Regions from separate parts of the Zea mays genome. Here region 2 is linked to region 1. The links are chromatin contacts, called in public Hi-C maps. All regions are on one chromosome and are shown on one strand. Each heading gives the region's core, a stretch centred on a gene start, on an enhancer-like site or on the middle of the called end of the contact. The rest is flanking DNA. Distances are from core to core; before and after follow the strand shown. Region 1 holds the start of LOC100279299. Region 2 has its middle 77 kb from the start of LOC103638438.

Region 1 (4,987 bases), core at 63-2,562:
AAAAGCCGAAACAAATAAGCCCTTAACATTGCCAAGCATAGCACGAAATAAACAACATCCAAGATATTGATGTCCCTCATCAGCACTAGGAAAATGCCGATCAAACAACATAAAGCAAAATGATCATATAAAGTCAAAGTGCCCAAAAGCTATACAATGATGACATATGGATGGGTCATTGAATGCTAGAAGGTTGCAACATAGATATACTAACGACAGGGTCAAGGCTCCATAACTATATACTAGTAGATTCACAAGTGTAGGAATCAGGCACAGTCCAGTCCAAAAGCGAATTTCCTTTCCTTCACAAATCCCAACATGCAAGTGGTGAGAAAAACACCCAAAAAAAACTAGTTGTGGCAGACCCAATGTTGAATCACAGAATCAAGATTCCTACCAGCAAAGGGGCGCCACACAAACAAAATGGCGCAACGAACTCACCTGCTTCTCAGCTACCGTGTTGTTGAAGCTACCAGGATCGGTCTCTGCAAGACCAGAGCACAGATTAGCACAAGCAACTCCAAGCCCAAACCGGGACCTCCATTCTCAACGTCCCCACACGCTGCAACCCACCAAGGCCGAGATCTAAACAGCACGGCCACCGACACTCGCACCCGCCCTCACCCACACACCCGCCCGTAGAACCAGATCCCGCCCGAACGGATCGATGAACACCGGGAGTTGGCCAGATCCACGCACCTCCGCCGCCCTGCTCGCTCTCGGACTCCGGGAACTCCTTCTCCAGCGCGCGGTCGATCATGTCGGCGAGGCTGCCCTCCTTGGCCTCCGTGGCATTGCCCTGAGCCACCACCTCGCCGCCGGCCTCCGCCACGGCCACCCCATCCCCGCGCGCCTCCGCCTCCGCCTCGACCTCCGGCTTCCCCGCGCGGCCCTCGTGCCCAGCGCCGCCGCCGCCGCCGCCGCCGCCGCCGCGGCCAGCGGCCTCGGCGGCAGCGACCGGGGAAAATGCTACGGCCGCAGCGAGGAGCAGGCCGCAGACGACGAGGAACGGGAGGGGTGAGGAGGAGCCCGGGTGGTTGCTAAACCGACGCGGCAGCATCGCCGGCGAGGGGGTGGGGGTTTGGCAGGCGAGCGGGCAGCGCGTCGGAGTCCGTGTGAGGGCTGACTGGCCGTGGCCGGCTCCGCTGGGGTTTAGATTTTCTGGAAGGCGACGGAGCGTGGCGGTGACGGTGTGCGCCGCTCGTGACGGTGAAGGGACGCACGCGCTCGCGTACGACCAGGCAGACGCAGTCAGACAGCCAGGAAGCCACAGAGGCGATGGGGTCGGAGGAAGACGCTTTGCGAAGTGTGCGTATTGTGTAGCGTTGTGAGTTTGTGACGCTGTGGCAATTTGTAGAGGACATATCCTGTGCAATCACTCATTTTGGTGCAAGCGTGCAATCAAACTATCCAGAGCATCCAATTCAGATCCAACGATTTTATATGGAAGGGGTTAAAAGTAAAATAGGTACTATGTTTTAGGTGGAAGGGGTTAAATATAAAATAACAATCATCATTAGATCTAGATCGGATACACCAGATCGCTTGATTGCATGCTTGCACCAGGATAAGTGATTGCATAGGATATTTCCCCCCAATTTGTAGGGGGTTTGTTTTGTTGTATGGAGTTAAAGCAACTCCAGTAATTCTTATAAGAAAGTTTCCAATAATTCTTATAAAAATGTTTCCTAAGAGCATTTTCAAAAGTCTTTCTAAATTCCACTCTCTAAATTATTATTTACAGACATAAAAACAGTTTTTATATCTTTTCAATTTCTAATAGTCTTTCTATATTTTGTTTACACTCTAGACAGCTATTCACGTTTTCTATATTTTACTAGCGAGAAACCTATAATGGAAGATTTCTATATTTGGATATTCATTTAGATGAGTTGTTGTAGGATACTTTTTTTAAAAATATATATATTTATATAGATTAGAAAGAATATAGAGAGCCTTTTAGAGTTGCTCTAAACTCGTGTTTAGTAAGTTACTAAATAGCTATTAAAAGTAAAAAATAGCTTGATATTCAATAATTCCTAATATTTAGGGAGTAATTCAATTTTGAATCTAGTTTTGACATGGCTGCTCCTGTCGAACCTAGCTAGTGATGGGGTCGAGAGTAGATGTCGAGGTGAAAGGTCTCTTGTGGTTTTTGGTGTTTGGATGATAACACAATTAAAGGACTGACCAAGGTGTTAAGTGTTGAGTAGGTACTTAGTGTAGAGCTTATAAAGTTCAACACAAGAAGTCTTGCGTCATATTGAGATATTCTATATATGCTGAGATGAATATCATGGGCGGAGCTAAGGCCCGGACAGGATGGGCTGTTGCCCGGGCTTTATCTCTTGCAAAAACCTATTATATCTAGGTAATGTTTTTCTTTTTTTTCTTGGCAGCCGTCCATAATTTCTCATCTGATGGCATGGTCATGTGTATCCGCTGCCGCTGCTTGCTGGATGCCATGCTTACAAACAGATTCTACACCGCCAAAGGTTGTATGGCCTAACTTAATTTTCTTTTCATATGGGTTGTACGAGAGCAGACTCCGCCCACACTCATGCACATTTTTTGTTTGCGCCAGAAAACAACAACGATAATGTCAACAGTCATCTCATTTAGCTCATCTCCACGATAATAGCAATGTTGTCAATGCCGACCCAAGCGATAATTAGCTTGAATCATTAATTTTTTTCTGCTTCATATCCAAGATCACGGTGCTCAGAGGTATTTCGAGTCATACAGATAAATGGTTCGATCACTTGGTGCTGTGTTAGTGTTACATTAAGTGGAAATTATTTAAAGCATTTGATAATTATACAATAACACAACGTCATAGCATAAAGACTGAAAATGAGACTACCTCGTGTTATATGAGATTAGCATATTATATACATGCAAGCAAATTTTTAAGTACTTTGCAATATACATGCAGAATATTTATGATTTTTTTACATTATGTAATCTTTTTAAGTTGCCCAGGCTTCCAATAAATTCTAGCTCCGCCACTGATGAATATGGATTGTGGATATCACAAGTAAAGAAAGTTAAAGGATGGACATTACTAAGTGAAAATCGATGTACATCACCTGAAGACAGCTAATTGAACCAAGGACAAAGGCAAGAAGGACTTCCAGGGACTAGAGCAAGGGAGAAGGTCAATAGGACTGAGATACCCGAAGCTAAGGAGAAGAAGATGTTCTTGCACGAAGTCAAGGTTGATCAAATCGAGAAGGGTTATGGTGCATTAAGGTAATTCATATGGTTTATAGTTTTAAGTCATAAGGCTCAGCATCCTAACTTCAATGGAGTCATGGTCACAAGATCGAGTAGAAGTATCAAAGTCAGAACCTAAAAGGGCCCAAAGAGTTGTGCATCTTTAATTAGGAGTTTGGGTCACTCATGTGTTTGAAAAGGTTCTTAATGACCATTGGAAGTGTTGTAACTCAAGATAAGGCTAGAGGGATCAAGTTATGTGACTTAGAGTTTTGGAGTCCAATATTGAGCTCAAGCAAGGCCAAAAGAGCAAGATGATGAAAAAGGATAAGTATGAAAGCTTTTGAATATGTTTCATGCACCTTTTACAATGTTATTGGCACTTTTGTTTGTAGTCTAACTTGGTTTCTAGTGCAAGTGCCATTTTGGTCCTTGTTTGAGATGAAACGGAAAAGTTGTGGAGAATAAATGTGAGTTTCTATGACTTAGTGAAAGGCAAATGTTCCCTTGGACCATTTCTAATTATTTTGGTGATTAATTGCCCAACACACCACGTTGGACTAACTACCTTGATATGAGCATGAGCACAAGTTCTAGCAAAAGCAAATTGAGGATAATAAGTTCAAATGAGTGGAAATGAAGGCCAAAAGTGCAACTTTGGGTAAAGCTACAAAAATATGAGGTTTAAGTACTTAAATAAGTTGCATACACCTTATACTATGTCTCTTGCACCTTGGTTTGGCTACCAACTCTTTTGTGCAACAAAAGTGACTTTTGGACTTAGGGAGTGTTTGGAATGGCTCTAGGTTCTAGCTCCAGTGTGGAGCTGTAGTTTATAATATTAATTTAAATAGTTTATAAATATTTTTAATATAAATAATAAAGAAAATGACTTATACAATTGTATTCTAAAGGCTTACAGCTCCAGCTCCACGATTTTCTGGAGCACCTAATGACCTGCTCCACCAACCCCACTAAATTTTCTGGAGCTCGAGCTGTCCCAAATAGGGCCTTAGTTTCGGGCATATTGCAAACCCCAGTGAAAATCATATGAAAAAAGTATGGTTCTTACATTTAGTCAATTGTTTTATGAGCTAACTATGTCTATGTCATAGGGAACACCTCAAGAAAAGCCAAAAGAACTTTGAGGATTTAGGCTCATCTGGTCTGAAAGGCACCAGGCCGACCCGGTGGCGCACCAGACTGAGTCTGTGCCACCCAGATGAACAGTGTGCTCTCATGATTTTTCTTCACAAATCACCAGACTGTGAATTGTGTTCGGTTCGGTGCACCAGACCACTTTCTCCAACCGCTACCTGGCATCATCAGACGGTCTGATGGTGCACCGGACTGGTCCGGTGCTCGCCTGGTTTGGAAACTGGCCAATCAGATCCCCGCACTAGGGTGCTACAGGACTCGGTCAGGTGTGCACTAGACCGGTCTAGTGCCCCCGCAGAGTGCAGAATTATGACAGTTTTTACAAGGAGCAACGACTTCTAGGCCCCTTGGGGCTATAAAAAGGATCTCATGGCGCCTCCATTCAGTATCCAAGCATCTCAAGAGCACACCAACACTCTGACACTCTGCGACCACGCCCTCTAGTGATTTGAGAGAGATTCGAGCACTTTTTTGAGTTGTACATGTGTGATCTTGAACTCACGCTCGTGTCTTTGCTTCTTGTGCGTGTGTTGTTGCTGTTGGGGACTTGTTCTCAAATGCTATGAATTAAGAACAAGGCAACATAAAATGTTAAATATTAACGTCCTTCGTC
Region 2 (5,746 bases), core at 2,572-5,071, 350 kb after region 1:
GCCGAATTTTTTTAGCAGTTTGTGGGAACGGTAATGTTGGTGACACCCGTAGTGTTTGAGAACCTTGGGCTGTTACAATTTTAGAACCGTAGTTTGTATATTTGGAGCCCTGGGCTTCCAATAACTAGAGAAAGCCCTGGCTCAATGGTGCCTTCTGGTTCAGCCGCACCAGGTTCAGACGGCTATAAAAAGACCACCAAGCCACCAAGGATTAGTTTTCAGAGGTGGCGGTGGTTCCCTCAGGCAGGCGAGAGGCGACAGCGGTGTCCTCGGGCATGCGAGCGGTGGCGACCCAGGGGCTAGCGATGGTGGCGCACCGAGGCGGGCGACCGAGGGCAACACTCCTATGGCGGGCGAGCAAGCATCAACGACGCTCCCGAACTGGACGAGCGGCGGTGGCGCACCCTAGGCCCGATGCTGACGGCGGTTGCGTGAGCGGTAGGCTTCGGCAACAGCGATAGCAGATCATGGACGAGCGCACACGGTGGCGGATCCCAGAGGCACGTGCACGATGTCGGCTCCTCAGAGGCGCGCGCCCCAGAGTGGCGCCCGCTAGCATCCCCCCTCTCGCGACGACGCTGGCCTTCCCTAGGCGCGAGTGACGACGACGGACTTCCCTAGGTGGCGAGTGGTGGTGGACCGACGACCCTGTTTTTATGCTATTTTGTATACATATTTATGCCAACGTCAATAGGTTTTTATGATACATTGACAGTTCATGGCTCTCCTTCCATCTTTTGTACATTTATGATATTGCTTTTCACATTTTATGTAAATGTTTGTTGATTTTTGCTTAGTGTACCGCAATGGATAAGTACCTTCGACATGTATATATCATAAACTGGTTCTAACGAGCCTAACTGCATGGCTATTGGAGAGATCCTATATTTATGGGCGAAATAAAACATTGAAAATTAGATTTTTGTTTCCATGTATGCCAATTCATTTCCTTTCAACTCTTATTCTTGTCATCCTAAATTTGTGCGCATACAGAAGTAAACAGATTTTGTACACAGTGTACCGCATTGCATAAATACCTTCGACGTATAGCATAATTAGTCTCAGCGTCTGTCATAAACCGGTTCTAACGAGCTTAGATGCATGGTTGTTGGAGAGATCCTATATTTGTGGAGAAAAATTAAGCATTTAAATCAGATTTTTTTGTTTCCAGGCATGCTAATACATTTTCTTTCAACGCATATTCTTGTCATCCTATTTTTCCGTATGTAACAGGAAACAGATGTTTTTTCACGTTGTACCACATTGCATAAATATCTATACCGTGTAGCATAATTAATGTTAGTATATGTCATAAACCGGTTCCAACGATCATACCTGCATGGTTGTTGTTAAGATCCTACTTCTATGGACGAAATAAAGCATTTAAATTAGATTTTTTTGGTTTTCATGCATGCCAATCTAATTCCTTTCAACCTACATTCTTATAACCCTAAATTTGTGCGCAAAAAGCATGAAAGAGATTTTTACGCGATGTTGTCACACCCGGATTTAAGGGATAAAGTCGGGTGCCTCTCATATGTTCGCCAAAGAAGAACATCACATATAATGAAAACGTGTATAGAGATAAATGACACAAATATCATTATTACATAGTGGAAGTCTTACAAAAATAAATGATAATAATAAAACGAATTAAATATTATTCCTTGGCGCCATCAAGCTGATTGAGAGACGCCACCTAGATCAACTCGTACTCCTTATTGTAGGGCACCTCTTGAACCACCTGCTCTTCACCTATGGGGGGTTTATATATCGCAAGAGTGAGCTCACAAAAGATCATAGATCAACAAGTTGTGGGGAATAATCTGCATGAACTCACCAAAGGCGGGAATTCATGTGAAGTGTAAGGCTGGTCAACAAATAATGGTTAAAGCTGAGCATTGCTTTTAATAAGTTGGTCAAATTTTATTAGCAGTTACTAGATGTAAGTAAATATCAAACCAGAGTAATAATATATCAAATTAATAATAAACCACAATGCGATGCAAATGACTAGTTAAATTTAATTCCATAAGTTACTCATGTGAGGGTTCAAGCCGCTCATGACCGTGAGCACAGCTGATATACCAGTTTTACACTCTGCAGAGGTTGCATATCTTTACACACATGTCATGTTACCATCTACCAAGGGTCATGAATCCCATATACCTCTACCAAGGAAGCGAGGCAGAGTAACACTAGGAGGCCTCTACAAAGTTCCACTAGCTTCAGAAAACCCACTATAGTTTCTTGGAAGCCCCAATGCAGGGATCCCTCGTCTGACCGCCATCGCAGCAAAATAAACTTGAGGATCTCCCTACACCGACCACTCCCCTACTGCCCTTGCCCCATTCGGGTAAAGTAGTCTCAACCTGCTGAACACCCGGGTCCTCTGTGGCTTGCTCGTCTACTCGCAACAATACAAACAAGCATAGTATAGTAGAAATTAACATCACACGAAACAACATAATAGAATGCATGATAATATTCTACGTATCGTAATGAGATCATAGGAACAAGAATCACTAAATTCGGAGTTACAGTTATCGAGTTATGAATTTCCGAAGTTATTAAGTGCTTGGTATGGGATAAATTAAGTAGATAATTTTAATCTACGTTTCATGTCTAAACAGAGTTACTAGGTGATAAACCATATTAAAACAAAATTAATGTCACTAGAATGGGTCAAAAGTGTTTAAAATGAATTTTCTATGAATTAAATGAGTTCTGGAATTATTTTTGTGCTAGAAAAGTAATTTCTATATTGTTTTTCTAATTCCTTAGGCCACTGGACTAGGCGTATGATTATCCGATAGGAAAGGGGTCAATTCATAAATTCTCAGGGCACCATTTGAATTACTTTGCACTGTCTATGTACGGCGGGTTCATTTCTATTAAGTGTGGGGATTCATCTGCAAAATTCCCCACCCAAAGGGGGTACAGGCAACAACCAGCCGTCCGATTGTGATCCGATGGACCAGATAAGTTGATGAAGGCCGCCCTGACCGAAGCCATAGGATGGAAGAACGACGACACATATTTGATTAGAGTGTCAATTTATCCCACCCCTCCAACTAAGATCGGACGATTCATGATTGCAACTGCTGAACCGGTACCGTCTTCTAATCCTGACCCTCTATTTACATCGGATGGTCGATACATCGTATTCTTCCCTAGCTACCACCCGCCTCCCTATGCGCGCGTCTTTGGCATCCACCATAGGTGTGGCGCTGTGACAATTGAGGCATGGGGAAAAGGTCTTACCGTTAATGCCGAGCCTGCCGACTACCGAACGCAGGACACGGTGAGGCATAGACTCGTGGCGTTCTTCACTCTCTCCATGCGATCGCCCTAGACCACAGTTCGGCTCGCCGACGATGACTGCACAGCTAGCCCGAATGATCCGCAGTGATCATCCGCCGGACGCACCGTGTTGCCCATGACGCACACCGACCACACCACGCGACACTCACCCTACCCACGATGTTCTTGCGGCGCAACTAGGGTAATGACCGATAGGGTTCTCTGAGTTTGGGCGCGGGGTGTGGGGAGGTCTCTTTGTTTTTATTGCCTCGGATTGGGATGGGGGGTCTGCCCACGACCGTTTTCAACTACCCAGCGCCTTCCGCGGAGTATCTATCGCGACCATAAACCTCGGAGGAACTCGAGGAAGCTGTTGCGAATGTGGAGGCGATGGAGGGGATTTGGCTGACCAGGTGGCCCCACGCGTCGGCCATGCAGGCGCGCGATAGTGGCTGTGCGGTGGGCCAGCCTGGCGGTGACCTCAGATGGCAGCGACTCGACGCGGAGGATGACAGCTGGGGACCACACGTCAACACAGTTTGCCCCTGTTGGGCCGATTGGTGGCTTGAGTTTGGGTCGGTGCGAAGAGTGTAGCCCAGCGCTGGTATGACCCTCACTCTTTTGTTTTTTTCTTTTTATTCTATTTTGAATTCCTTCCTAAATATTCAAATTCCAGTATTTGAATGTCAAATTTGAATTGTGGGTCCATCATAGAGGTTAAGTGCACAATTAAAATAAACAATTTACCAGTACGAAATGGTATTTTTATTTATATAATTTTCTTTGCACTGTATATAGAGTTTTCCTTTCTCTCTTATTTTCTTTTCTAATTCATTTCCCAATTCTAGATTCCGAATTGGGTTTAATCCCTATTTCAACCTTAGTATATTTTATTACTATTATCATTATTTGTAAATGCACAAACAATTAAACTCCAACATGATGCACGTTTTATTGAAGGATTATTCTCTTTTAAATATGGTTATTCACATGTCCCAATGAGTAGAGGGCAAACATATAAGGAGATCAATTCTCTTCATATTATTTACAATTTGGGTATTTAAAAGGGAAATGTGCCTTTGGGCCATTTCTAGTATATTTTGGTGATTAAAGTGCTCAACACATATTGAGTGAGTAATTATGTGCCAAATGATGAATGAAGTGCAAATCAATAAGAAGGTATGATTCTAGACTTAGTACATTGGTTTTTGTGTACTAATATATTTGTCTAAGTGCTAGAATCAGAGAAAAGAGAAAAAGGAAGAGACTTGGCTGGAGTAGCCAAGAATCAGCACAGTCTGGCACACCGGACTGTCCGATGGTGCACCGGACAGTGTCCGGTGCGCCAGGCTGGACTCCGGCGAACTGACCACTCTCGGGAAACTGTGACGGCGTACGACTATAATTCACTGGACTGTCCGGTGGTTCACCGGACTGTCCGGTGAGCCAATAACCGCCAGAGCAACGGTCAGCCGCGCAATCTAGGCGTGTCGCGTGGCCCACGCCAACGGTCGGCTGAGGGCACCGGACTGTCCGGTGTGCACCGGACAGTGTCCGGTGCACCAACCAGCCCGAAGATCCAACGGTCGGCTATGCCAGGAATGGAAGGAGATCCGCACCGGACATGCTACAGTGGCTATCCGGTGGTGCACTGGACTGTCTGGTGCGCCACCCGACAGAAGGCAAGAATTGTCTTCCTTGTTGGGTTCCAACGGCTCCCAGCTGCCTTGGGGCTATATAAGGGACCCCTAGGCGCATGGAGGAGTCACCCAATCATTCCTTGATCATTCCTAAGCACCAAGACTCCATTCTCACGCATTCGATTCTTTAAGATAGTGACTTGAGCCCCATTTGAGTAGAGAACTCCTCGAGTTGTGTTGTGAGCTCAAGTTGTGGCTTTGTGTGCGTGATTGTGCTCTCGTTTTGAGTCTTGTGTGTGTTGCTCTCCCCTCCCTTACCTCTCTGCTTCTTTGTGATCATCAATTGTAAGGGCGAGAGGCTCCAAGTTGTGGAGATTCCTCGCAAACGGGAGAAAGTATAAGAAAGGAAAACACCGAGGTATTCAAGCTGATCATTGGATCACTTGAAAGGGGTTGAGTGCAACCCTCGTCCATTGGGACGCCACAACGTGGAGTAGGCAAGTGTTATACTTGACCGAACCACGGGATAAATCACCGTGTCTTTTGTGTTGTTTTCTCTGTGATCATCGTGTTTCACAAAAGCTTGGTCCTTAGCCACTTGGTCCTATTGCACTAACTCTTAACCAAGTTTTGTGGCTACAAGTATTTGATTTTTTACAGGATCACCTATTCACCCCCCCCCTCTAGTTGCTCTCAATTGGTATCAGAGTCGTTCTCTTCACGCAAGGGACTAATCGCCCGAAGAGATGGATCCTAAGGGAAAGGGGATGGTGGTCAACGATAAGACAAATGAGTCCATCATC

Evidence for each region. Hi-C and Micro-C count contacts between places; a contact is called where the count stands out from the background.
Region 2: a Hi-C map of ear shows a contact between it and region 1, with 2.5 times the contacts expected there. The contact joins the enhancer-like site here to the promoter of LOC100279299 in region 1. A contact is called at or near these places in 3 of 25 Hi-C or Micro-C datasets (ear, endosperm and leaf).

What each region holds. Positions count from the first base shown.
Region 1 is chr9:75,676,069-75,681,055 of Zm-B73-REFERENCE-NAM-5.0, forward strand. It overlaps LOC100279299, which reads right to left and starts at 1,313. Exons shown (of 20, transcript NR_173990.1): 1 at 700-1,313; 2 at 442-485.
Region 2 is chr9:76,020,005-76,025,750 of Zm-B73-REFERENCE-NAM-5.0, forward strand. No RefSeq gene overlaps it. Among protein-coding and RNA genes, the nearest start is that of LOC103638438, 77 kb to the right of the region's middle. Within about 2 kb of position 3,822, at least 16 of the 20 cell types and tissues checked have an H3K27ac peak or open chromatin away from gene starts, as enhancers often do. A contact at or near this core is called in ear and leaf, where this site is marked.